2 separate regions of the Mus musculus genome follow, and region 1 is linked to region 2. The links are chromatin contacts, called in public HiChIP or PLAC-seq maps. All regions are on one chromosome and are shown on one strand. Each heading gives the region's core, a stretch centred on a gene start, on an enhancer-like site or on the middle of the called end of the contact. The rest is flanking DNA. Distances are from core to core; before and after follow the strand shown.

Region 1 (5,357 bases), core at 2,753-5,252, 850 kb before region 2:
CTTGATGTCAGAGAAACTCATTTCATAGATGCTAGTTCAGTTAGTGACAGGAAGAATTTTCATAATATTGAAAACCACTTCTAGAGATTTTATAAATTGGAACTTTCATTTTAAACACAGAGTCTCATGTCTCCAGGCTGGTCTCAAACCTGGTTTGTAACTGAGAATGGCTTTGAAGTCTGATCCCCCTGCCTCCATCTCTTAATGGTTGGAATTACAGGCGGGGCCACTATGCCTGTTTTCATGCAATAGGAATAAGTCCTGAAGTTTGTGTATGCTGGATAAGCACTCTACCAACTATATCCTCAAGCTGCTAGGAAGGTTAAATAAAGTCTTCTTGAAAACAGAGATAGCGCTGAGTTGCTATGAGACACTAAGCTTATATTTAAAACATTTCAAAAATGCATTTGACTCTTAAAATCTAGGCTATACTAGGGAGGATGTTTTTAATAGAATCAAACAAATTAAAGCTATGGAAGGGTGTTTGCTATTTTTATATCATTTATTATTGTTGGTGTTGATGATGATGATGATTTGTGTGTGTACCATGGTGCATGAGGAGGTTAAAGGGCAACTTTTGGAAGTCAGTGCTGTTTCCATGATAATTGCCTATATGAACAGCTATTAATTAATAAATGTCTTGGCTCCAGGTAGAGAGCCCAACAGATATGGTATAAGAAGATGGCTGCTCTGAGTCAGAAAGCCAGAGAATGGAAGCTGTCTACATCTTGGGGCAGATATTGATTTAACTGTGAATTTTAAAATTGGGATTATTTGCTTTTAGGATAGATTTATGTACAGATTTTATCGAAATCACGTGGGGAATTTTGCCTGGGTTTGGAACTAGGAAAGGGAAAATTTGTCACTGATTCCAAGTAGAGAGAGCAGTAATAATTGCCTGCTATGAACAGGTATTAATTAATAGAAGTCTGTGGCTTCAGGTAGAGAGCTCAACAGATAGATATTATAATAGGTATTAATAAAATAAACATCTGTGGCTCCAGGTAGAGAGCCCAACAGGTAGATGGTATAACAGAGTGGCTGCTCTAGGCAGAGAGCTTAACAAGTAAAAACTCTCTGTTTCCTATAGGCAGATATTAGTGAAATCTTGAATTAATTCCTTTAAAGATGGTATAAAGATATATTGCTCTAATAGGACTTACAGCATACTCAAATTCTGTCTAACATGGGCTTCACGGGAATTTTTGGTTTAAATCCCGGTTTGACAAGCTGCCTGCTAATAAGCAGGTATATATAGAAGCGTGAATCAATTATTTTAAAGATGGTATAATGAGGTCTGCAGGATAACTAACTCATATTCTTTGAAAGTGGGATCCACAGAAATTTTGAATTAAGTTTCTGGCATGGCAAAATAGAAAAAGCCTAAGAATAGGCACATACAGTATTTCAGTTTACTTCATTTGTTTTGGGTTGTTTTAATTTTCAAAATGGGTACAATTTTACTCCTCTGGGAGAGAGGTCAAAATAAAGGTTTTTCTGGTTACTGTCTCAAGGATATGCTGATTTGGGAGAAAGGTTTTGTCTTTGTGTTTTTTGAAAAGGTTTATACACCTTCCAGAGTTATATGGATCAGATATGATGAAGGAAGACCCCCTGAAGAACTAGATTCCAGAGAAACAAACAAAAAAAGTTATTTATCTTGATGATATTAAAATTTTGTTTTGAGATTTGTATATTACATAATATACAGCCTTGGTGAGTCTCATCATTAGACATGCTGAGCTGACCTGCATTGAACTCCTGATCTCTTGGAGTTTCAGCTGGATCCAATCATGACACAGACATTAAAGACTAAAACAATTGTTGGTGTGGCATTCTTAAAGACAACCAACTCCCCATTTCCCCTCCCCTTCCTTCCTCCTTCAAAGATATCTCAATGCCCATATTTAGCTTGAAGAAGTTATCAAGAGTTGTCCGTCCCAGTTCCCTGAGCTGGAAGTGATTATTCTAAGGTTGCTTTTCTGGGTAATTTAGAAATGGTCATAATTGGAACAGGGAGGAACTATCTAAAATTAATTGTGTAGCCATAATCTCATTTGGTAGAAATCTTTACAATAGTTACTAAGTTGACGTCATAATTTCTTATTTTGGTACAGAATTTATTTTCATTGGTATAAATTTCTTCTATTGAGACAAAAAATTTAAAAGTGCAAGGCTTGGACCCAGTCCCTCTATAACTGTTATTACAAACTGATCTGAGATATTTAAGCCTGTGAGTTAAGAGCCAGATAGCAAATTCATGGCTCTGAGTTTATTGTTAGGGTGTTTTCAGATATTTTAATTATATATATGGGGAGTGGATGGACGGATGGGAATGTGAGCAAAACCTGCAGCAAGGGAACCTGGATCAGTCACTGCATGGGGCTAGCCAAGGAAGCAGCAGGGTTGCTGGGGCAGAGAGTAGCTGAGTATAGTGCAGGGTGGTGACATTCTTTAATACTTTTCACAACATTTCTACTGTGGGGCTTTGGTACTGAAAGTCAGGTGGTAGGTATGTGACACTTTTATCAGCTGAACCACCTTACTGCCTCTGTTTACTATTTTATATTCATATTCATGCTTTAAATTTTTGCTTTGTGCTTCATTCCTGGCAGTAGCAATTTTGCTATATAAAAGCATTGTTTTTCCGACTCAATGTGCCCTAAAATTACCTGGAGTGTTTGCTTCAGCCAGTCTGAGACAAAGCCCCTGATTCTATAGGGAACTCCCAGTGAAGCTGGAGACTTTCCTGGAGACAGCTGAGGAGCTGCCTCCTGTAGCGCGTATGGTCTTCCTCTCTAGCCCACCCTTACCTTGGAAGGGAGCTACTTCTGCTCTTCAGCCTAAAACTGAAAAGTCAAACTTTGGGTGGTTAACTGATCTCCTTACATACTCTGCCTTTAAATCAGAAAAATTAAACAGAAGTCAAGTGTAGACTTTAAAGACAACCAGACACATGACCCACATTTTCCATAGTGACCCAGACTTTTCGTGACCTTTCATTTCAACAACCTTCCCACAACTTGAGCTCTTGTTAATTAGCAAGATTTAAAAATAATGTTATCACTGGAAAGTTGTGTTATCTTTTGATCTTGCACATTAGTAAAATCCCCTTAGAAAGCTTTTTGTAGTGATCTGTATCAAGAGATACTCAGCTTGCTTATACCAGAATTGTTTTAATATTTAACCTATAGCGTCACTCTTGATAATTGATTATAAATAACTTGTTTTGTTTAATAGATATTTGTTGAAAGCAACCATGGGCTTTTCACTATAATAGATAATAAATTACTGAAGGAGAAAGGTGCTTGCTACAAAGATATCCATTCACTCTTAACTCAAGGGAACAGCAACAAACTCAATCTTTAGCAGCAGGGTAAGTTTGGACATAATAAAAACTTGAGACATTAAAATGCCAAGTAGATTGTGACACTATAAAGAAATATAGTGAAAAATCACAGAGGCAAGAAATGAAAAAAGGACAGAATTCTAGGTGTTCAGTGTGATTATGTAATGTTTTGATAAATAAAATATTGATGGCTACACATGGTAGTGCATGTCTGCAATCCCAATGCCAAGGGGGTGGGAGGTGGAGGCAGGATTGCAAGTTTGAGGTCAGCCTGAACTGTACAACCAGACTCTTTCTCAAAAACAAACAGCTAAAATGCAAATACACACACACACACACACACACACACACACACACACTATACTGTAGAGAAAGAAATCACACACACACACACACACACACACACACACACACACACACACTGTAATATAAGGCCAACCCCCTCACCACACACAAGGTACTGTAGAGATAGAAAGCCCACACACACTCACACATGAATGATGTCCTATGGTGCCAGATCCTTTAAGGGTTCATTTTTCTTCTTAGCTATTGATGCAACTCATGACAGCTTTCCTTACACCCCCAGACCTCCTTGTCCTTGCTGCCTGTGTGGCTAGCTTTACTTCCTGTCTCTGCACCTGCAAGTGGTAGACAGTGGGCAGCAATGTACAGCTGTTTTCAGAGATGAGACTAACACGGTTTTCCCCAGAGGCTACCATATGCTATACATTTGCCTCAAAAGCTATGTTGTTGCCTCAAACTCAGAAAGATGAAAACCAGACAGTAGGGCATTAAAAAAAAAGTTTTTCTTTTGTTTTTAAAATTTTAATAATTTAATTACATCATTTCCCCCTTATATCCGTGTGTGTGTGTCTAATCTCCTTTTTGTTTGGCTTTTGCTTTTGTTTTTTATTTGTTTTATTTTGAGACAGGGTCTCACTATGTTGCCCTGGTTGTCCCGAAACTTGCTGTGTAGATCAGGCTGGTCTTGAACTCACAGCAATCCAACTGCCTCCGCCTCCCAAGTGCTGAGATTAAATGCATGTGCCACATGCTGAGCTACATATTCCTAAATATAGCCTGCTTAATCTGCATGTTACTTGCACGTATGTTTCAGGGCTGATCATTTGTATTCAGAAGACTACTTCTTCCACTCTGAGGCTTTCTTTTCAAAGCTATTTTTGTTCTGAAGTTATTTGTATTTCCTCCTACTTTTGCTTTAATTGTATTTTTTTTTTGAAGTTTGGTATTCATTTATAAACACAAGTTCACTCATACTTATGTCTACCCAACACTGAAATCACTAACTAGGTCCTCAGTCTGTCACATTCCTAGAATTGCTGTTAAGAGTGAAGAGACAACCGGGCGTGGTGGCGCTCGCCTTTAATCCCAGCACTCGGGAGGCAGAGGCAGGCGGATTTCTGAGTTGGAGGCCAGCCTGGTCTACAAAGTGAGTTCCAGGACAGCCAGGGCTACACAGAGAAACCCTGTCTCGAAAAAAAAAAAAAAAAAAACAGAAAAAAAAAAAAAAAAGAGTGAAGCGGCTGGGGTGGCAAACGGCCTGAAGGCCAAGGTGAAACATTCTTGTTCTTTATACTTGTTGTGTGGCAGAGGCCACAGTACTGACCCAGGATGGAGGTAGAGAGTGGAGGAGAAGAGACAGGATTCTGGAAATGAGGCTACTGGGCGTCATCACCTTATTCTTGTCTTTGTGTGAGCAAGACCTTTCTCTATCTTCCAAGAATTTTTTTTTTAATGCCTTGCTGCCTGGTTTTATTCTTTCTGGGTTTGGGGTAACAGAATGGATGGTACTTTTGTCAAATACCCGCACAGTATCTGGCAGCCTCTGGAGGAAACCTGGTAAGTTTTTTCTCTGAAAATAGCTACATCTGTGAAGTATCTGACCGGAAGCAGAGTAGCAAGGAAAAAAAAAAAAAGCCACTGCAATGTATATATGCTACAGCTGTCAGCTAAAGAACGAACCATCAGATAGCCAATGAAAGGAGGC
Region 2 (5,041 bases), core at 2,048-4,547:
TGAAGGTCGGTGTGAACGGATTTGGCCGTATTGGGCGCCTGGTCACCAGGGCTGCCATTTGCAGTGGCAAAGTGGAGATTGTTGCCATCAACGACCCCTTCATTGACCTCAACTACATGGTCTACATGTTCCAGTATGACTCCACTCACGGCAAATTCAACGGCACAGTCAAGGCCGAGAATGGGAAGCTTGTCATCAACGGGAAGCCCATCACCATCTTCCAGGAGCGAGACCCCACTAACATCAAATGGGGTGAGGCCGGTGCTGAGTATGTCGTGGAGTCTACTGGTGTCTTCACCACCATGGAGAAGGCCGGGGCCCACTTGAAGGGTGGAGCCAAAAGGGTCATCATCTCCGCCCCTTCTGCCGATGCCCCCATGTTTGTGATGGGTGTGAACCACGAGAAATATGACAACTCACTCAAGATTGTCAGCAATGCATCCTGCACCACCAACTGCTTAGCCCCCCTGGCCAAGGTCATCCATGACAACTTTGGCATCGTGGAAGGGCTCATGACCACAGTCCATGCCATCACTGCCACCCAGAAGACTGTGGATGGCCCCTCTGGAAAGCTGTGGCGTGATGGCCGTGGGGCTGCCCAGAACATCATCCCTGCATCCACTGGTGCTGCCAAGGCTGTGGGCAAGGTCATCCCAGAGCTGAACGGGAAGCTCACTGGCATGGCCTTCCGTGTTCCTACCCCCAATGTGTCCGTCGTGGATCTGACGTGCCGCCTGGAGAAACCTGCCAAGTATGATGACATCAAGAAGGTGGTGAAGCAGGCATCTGAGGGCCCACTGAAGGGCATCTTGGGCTACACTGAGGACCAGGTTGTCTCCTGCGACTTCAACAGCAACTCCCACTCTTCCACCTTCGATGCCGGGGCTGGCATTGCTCTCAATGACAACTTTGTCAAGCTCATTTCCTGGTATGACAATGAATACGGCTACAGCAACAGGGTGGTGGACCTCATGGCCTACATGGCCTCCAAGGAGTAAGAAACCCTGGACCACCCACCCCAGCAAGGACACTGAGCAAGAGAGGCCCTATCCCAACTCGGCCCCCAACACTGAGCATCTCCCTCACAATTTCCATCCCAGACCCCCATAATAACAGGAGGGGCCTAGGGAGCCCTCCCTACTCTCTTGAATACCATCAATAAAGTTCGCTGCACCCAAAAAAAAAAAAAAAAAAAAAAAGAAGCCTTTAAAGCACTAGAGCTGGGCAGATGTCGCCCCTCTAAGCTATTTTGCCTACTTCCCTATCAATGACCCCGAGATATAACTTGCCACGTTCTGCCTAGGCTGCTCTTACTTGAACTGGCTAGCCTTTATGGCCATGTTTTCATGATTTACCTATCCCCTGGTGTCTCCTCTCTCCACCTTCTTTCCTCCCTCTCATGGTCCTGCCTCAGACCCCAAGCCCAGGAACTGAAACCTCACCTGCCTCTCTTCTGCCCAGCTATAGGCTGTCTGCATCTTTATTGACCAATCAGGGATAACTTGAGGGGCAAGGTTACATAGTATCACGTTGATGTACTGTGAGGATCTTCTAGTCCCCTAGGCAACAAGGGCCAGTATTTAGCATTACAATACATAGCAACAAACCAAATCTCTACATAGAGGCAGGGGAGATTCTGAGTTCAAGGCCTGCTTGGGCCACAAAGGAAGAATTTGTCAAGCACTAGCATGCAGTCAACAGCATGGCTAGTGGAAGTAGAGGAGAGAAAGGACATTTCAACATGAGTCATGGGGCTTAACAACAGATCAGACTAGAGAAAACTTAAACATGAAGGTTCACAGAGGCAGATCATAATGATAGCAGTAACAGGCTGGAGGAGACAATCACAAATCTGATTCGGAATATGCTGAGCTGAGATGCTGCAGAATGTCTGGGTGGAGCTGTAAAGCAGGCAATTGGAAACCCACTTCTGGAACATGACTTCAGTCTTTTGCATAAAAGCAGCAGCTTAGGAAAAAGGAGGCAGAGCTACCTGGAAATGAGGAACATGGGTCTGTAGGAATCATCCATCCTTGCACAGAGAGGTAAACCATGTTCTGGGAAACAAGATAAAAATATGTATAGGTCCTCATCTAATGAACACACCTCCCTCCCACCAATAAGCTCCTATTTCAACAAGCTGTACATGACAGCTAAATGGCTTCATGTAAGGAACTCTTTGCTGTCTCAACAATTGGACGTTTTACACCTCGACAGGACATATTGATTTGCACAGGTTTCTGTTATGGTATACTTCAAAATTACTTTACTTCACATTGTCTTCCTCTTTAACTCAGCTACACCTAACTAGGGCTTTCTTGGAGGTCTGGGGAGGTAGTTCTTTTCAAAAGCAGAATAGGGAAAAATAAATAAATAAATAAATAAATAACACAATAAACGACTGCCAAGGTTTCCCTTTTTATCTGCTGTGGCCCGGGAAGATAGTAAATAAATGGCATTTTTAAAAAATCCATTGAACCATCTTTCAGACTGGCCAAACACTTGACTGAACTGTTGGCGTGCCAAGTCTGGAGACCCGGAAGGGGGTGGTTAAAATCCCGCTTGTGTTTCAGCTTAAGTTACATGGCAGACACGCCACCGAAAGTGGTGGCGTTAGAGCTCTGTTTCTCTGGGAGAGTTTTACGTCTTCAGCCTGCACACACCAGGCTTCTCCCCAGAGTCCAATGGACTCGCCCCAGAGGGCGCTAGTGCACGCAGTGGCTCACCCTTGGCACTGTGCATAGTGCCACCCGGACTCGCTGGTCACCTAAGGGTAAAGCTCTGCTAGAGTCTTGTACGTGCACGCAATGAGACTTTCCCCCATCCACCCACTCCTTTGTCTCTGTACCAGGAAAGCCTACAGAGCCCTTAGAAGAAAGGATTTCCCGCAGGATGGAGGTTGGGTCGTTCCGGACTCCCTAGCGGAGGGCGGGCACCAACCTCCGAGGGCTCCCCTCCTCCACCAGCTGAGGAGAAGAACTGCCGAGGCGTTCCAGACGCTCCCCTCCCTCTCTCCCCGAGGCCTGGACAGTAGGACTGAAAGCTGCCAGGAGACAGGATTGGCCGATGGCCTCACGCCCCGTCGGGAGAGCCCAGCCTGCCTGTCTCTCACTCTCTTTGCTGTGCCTCCCGGAGGGTGGGAGAAGGGCGGGACCTGGGAAACGTCAGGGAGGTGGGGAACGGATATTCAGGGTTCTAATTGGTCGTAACATCGGAGGTGCGCCTACATGGGCGGGGCGAGCTCAAGCCCCGCCCTCCTTCCTAGGCTGCAGCCTCCAGCGTGCCTCCTGCGTTGCATCATCTCCAGCCTGCAGCGGCTCTGAAAGAAGGCTGGGCGCGGCGCGGTCTGCTCTGCCTGGGCTCCAACCCACAACCCACGTCTCTCTTTTATCTTTCTGAAAAGTGTTCCTGTAGGGACTCACAGAGCTCGGAAGCCGCAGCTGGCACAGGCCACTGTCTCCGCCTGATCCATTCATTCGAAACCGGTCTTTTCTCCAAGTTCCTTGAGTGTTACCGCTTAGAGCGGTGGGCAACGACATGGAGAAGAGCGGCGAGACCAACGGCTACCTCGACGGCACCCAGGCAGAGCCTGCGGCCGGGCCCCGAACGCCCGAGACGGCGATGGGCAAATCGCAGCGCTGTGCTAGCTTTTTTCGGCGCCACGCGCTGGTGCTGCTCACCGTGTCGGGAGTGTTGGTGGGTGCCGGCATGGGCGCGGCGCTGAGGGGGCTGCAGCTCACCCGCACCCAGATCACTTACCTGGCCTTCCCGGGCGAGATGCTGCTCCGCATGCTGCGCATGATCATCCTGCCGCTGGTGGTTTGCAGCCTGGTGTCGGGAGCCGCCTCCCTGGATGCCAGCTCCCTCGGGCGTCTGGGTGGCATCGCTGTTGCTTACTTCGGCCTCACCACGCTGAGCGCCTCGGCTCTCGCCGTTGCTCTGGCGTTCATCATCAAGCCAGGGGCGGGCGCGCAGACCCTCCAGTCCAGCAGCCTGGGGCTGGAGAACTCAGGGCCTCCTCCGGTCTCCAAAGAGACAGTGGACTCTTTCCTCGATTTACTCAGGTACTGCTCTCCACCCCGCCAAAGGCACGGCGGGAGACGCCACGTGCACTCATATCACCTAGAGTTAATTCAGTTACTGTTGGCCCTTAACACTAAATTTCATATTTACGTCTGGGCTACGTGCTGGCCACACCTTTAAAGACTGGAGGCCACAGCTTTTTGCTGGAACCGATTTTCCGTTAGGTGGGATGTTAAGTGTATACCTTCTCAGTTGTGCTTTACTCCTTACACTGGGCTCTCTCAGTTTTGTTTGTTTGTTTTGTTTCGTTTTTTTAATTGTTCCTGTTTTCTCCCCTACATCACCCCAAAGCTTCCAGGACATTGAGTGACTTTCACCAGAGGAGCTATCCAGCTTGTAGTCTGAGGTTTTCTCTGATTCAGCCTTTGGTCTGGAAGGAAGTTGGCAATTTTCAGCAGAATTATGGATGTGTCCAAGAATAATAAAACTGGAGTTAGTTATGTGGAGCCCGTTGCCCAGCTACGTGACTGCCTCTCAGGCTTAGGACAGGTTGTGGACGTTCTTGGTCAGGATCATGGGGCCTAGCGTTATTTCTTTGTAGAAAGCGGGGAGATCCAGAGAGTTGAGATACACACACCTTTCTTTGCTTGTTTTTTTTTTTTTTTTTTTTTTTTTTTTCTCCACTCAGGAGTTGTATTTCATCCCCTGGGATGATAGAGTGTAGTTTTCAAAGCTTCACCTCTCCATTTGAACTAATCCAAAGTTCACAGATGGGAAAACATTAGTCTGCAGGCGTTTACTAATGTAACCAGGTTCGTCTGAACGAGGAGTCCAGCTGGCTTGCCTTCCAGCTTTCTGAGCCTTAGTGGTATATTTTGTCTTGAGTCATTGGGCAAAGCTCCTCATTGCTGAGGTGGTGAAAACCAGAGAACTCTGGGCAAGTGACTTGTCTTTCTCCTGTCTCCATTTCTTCATGTGGAAAATGTGACAGCTGTCTTGCCACTTCAAGAGTTTGTTC

What was found. HiChIP or PLAC-seq counts read pairs in DNA pulled down with a chosen protein or histone mark.
Region 1: an H3K4me3 HiChIP or PLAC-seq map of the 230-238 cell line shows a contact between it and region 2, with 5 times the contacts expected there. The contact joins the enhancer-like site here to the promoter of Slc1a4 in region 2. A contact is called at or near these places in 3 of 39 promoter capture datasets (embryonic stem cells, hippocampal neurons and pre-B cells), 1 of 484 Hi-C or Micro-C datasets (B cells) and 3 of 115 datasets of contacts at active chromatin or transcription factors (the 230-238 cell line, large pre-B cells and memory CD8 T cells).

The regions. Positions count from the first base shown.
Region 1 is chr11:21,179,441-21,184,797 of GRCm38.p6, reverse strand. No RefSeq gene overlaps it. Among named protein-coding and RNA genes, the nearest start is that of Vps54, 57 kb to the left of the region's middle. Within about 2 kb of position 4,002, at least 71 of the 459 cell types and tissues checked have an H3K27ac peak or open chromatin away from gene starts, as enhancers often do. A contact at or near this core is called in the 230-238 cell line, B cells, memory CD8 T cells and 1 more, where this site is marked.
Region 2 is chr11:20,330,969-20,336,009 of GRCm38.p6, reverse strand. Slc1a4 (solute carrier family 1 (glutamate/neutral amino acid transporter), member 4) reads left to right here and starts at 3,297. Exons shown (of 8, transcript NM_018861.3): 1 at 3,297-4,064. The coding sequence starts at 3,538. It also overlaps the pseudogene Gm12033.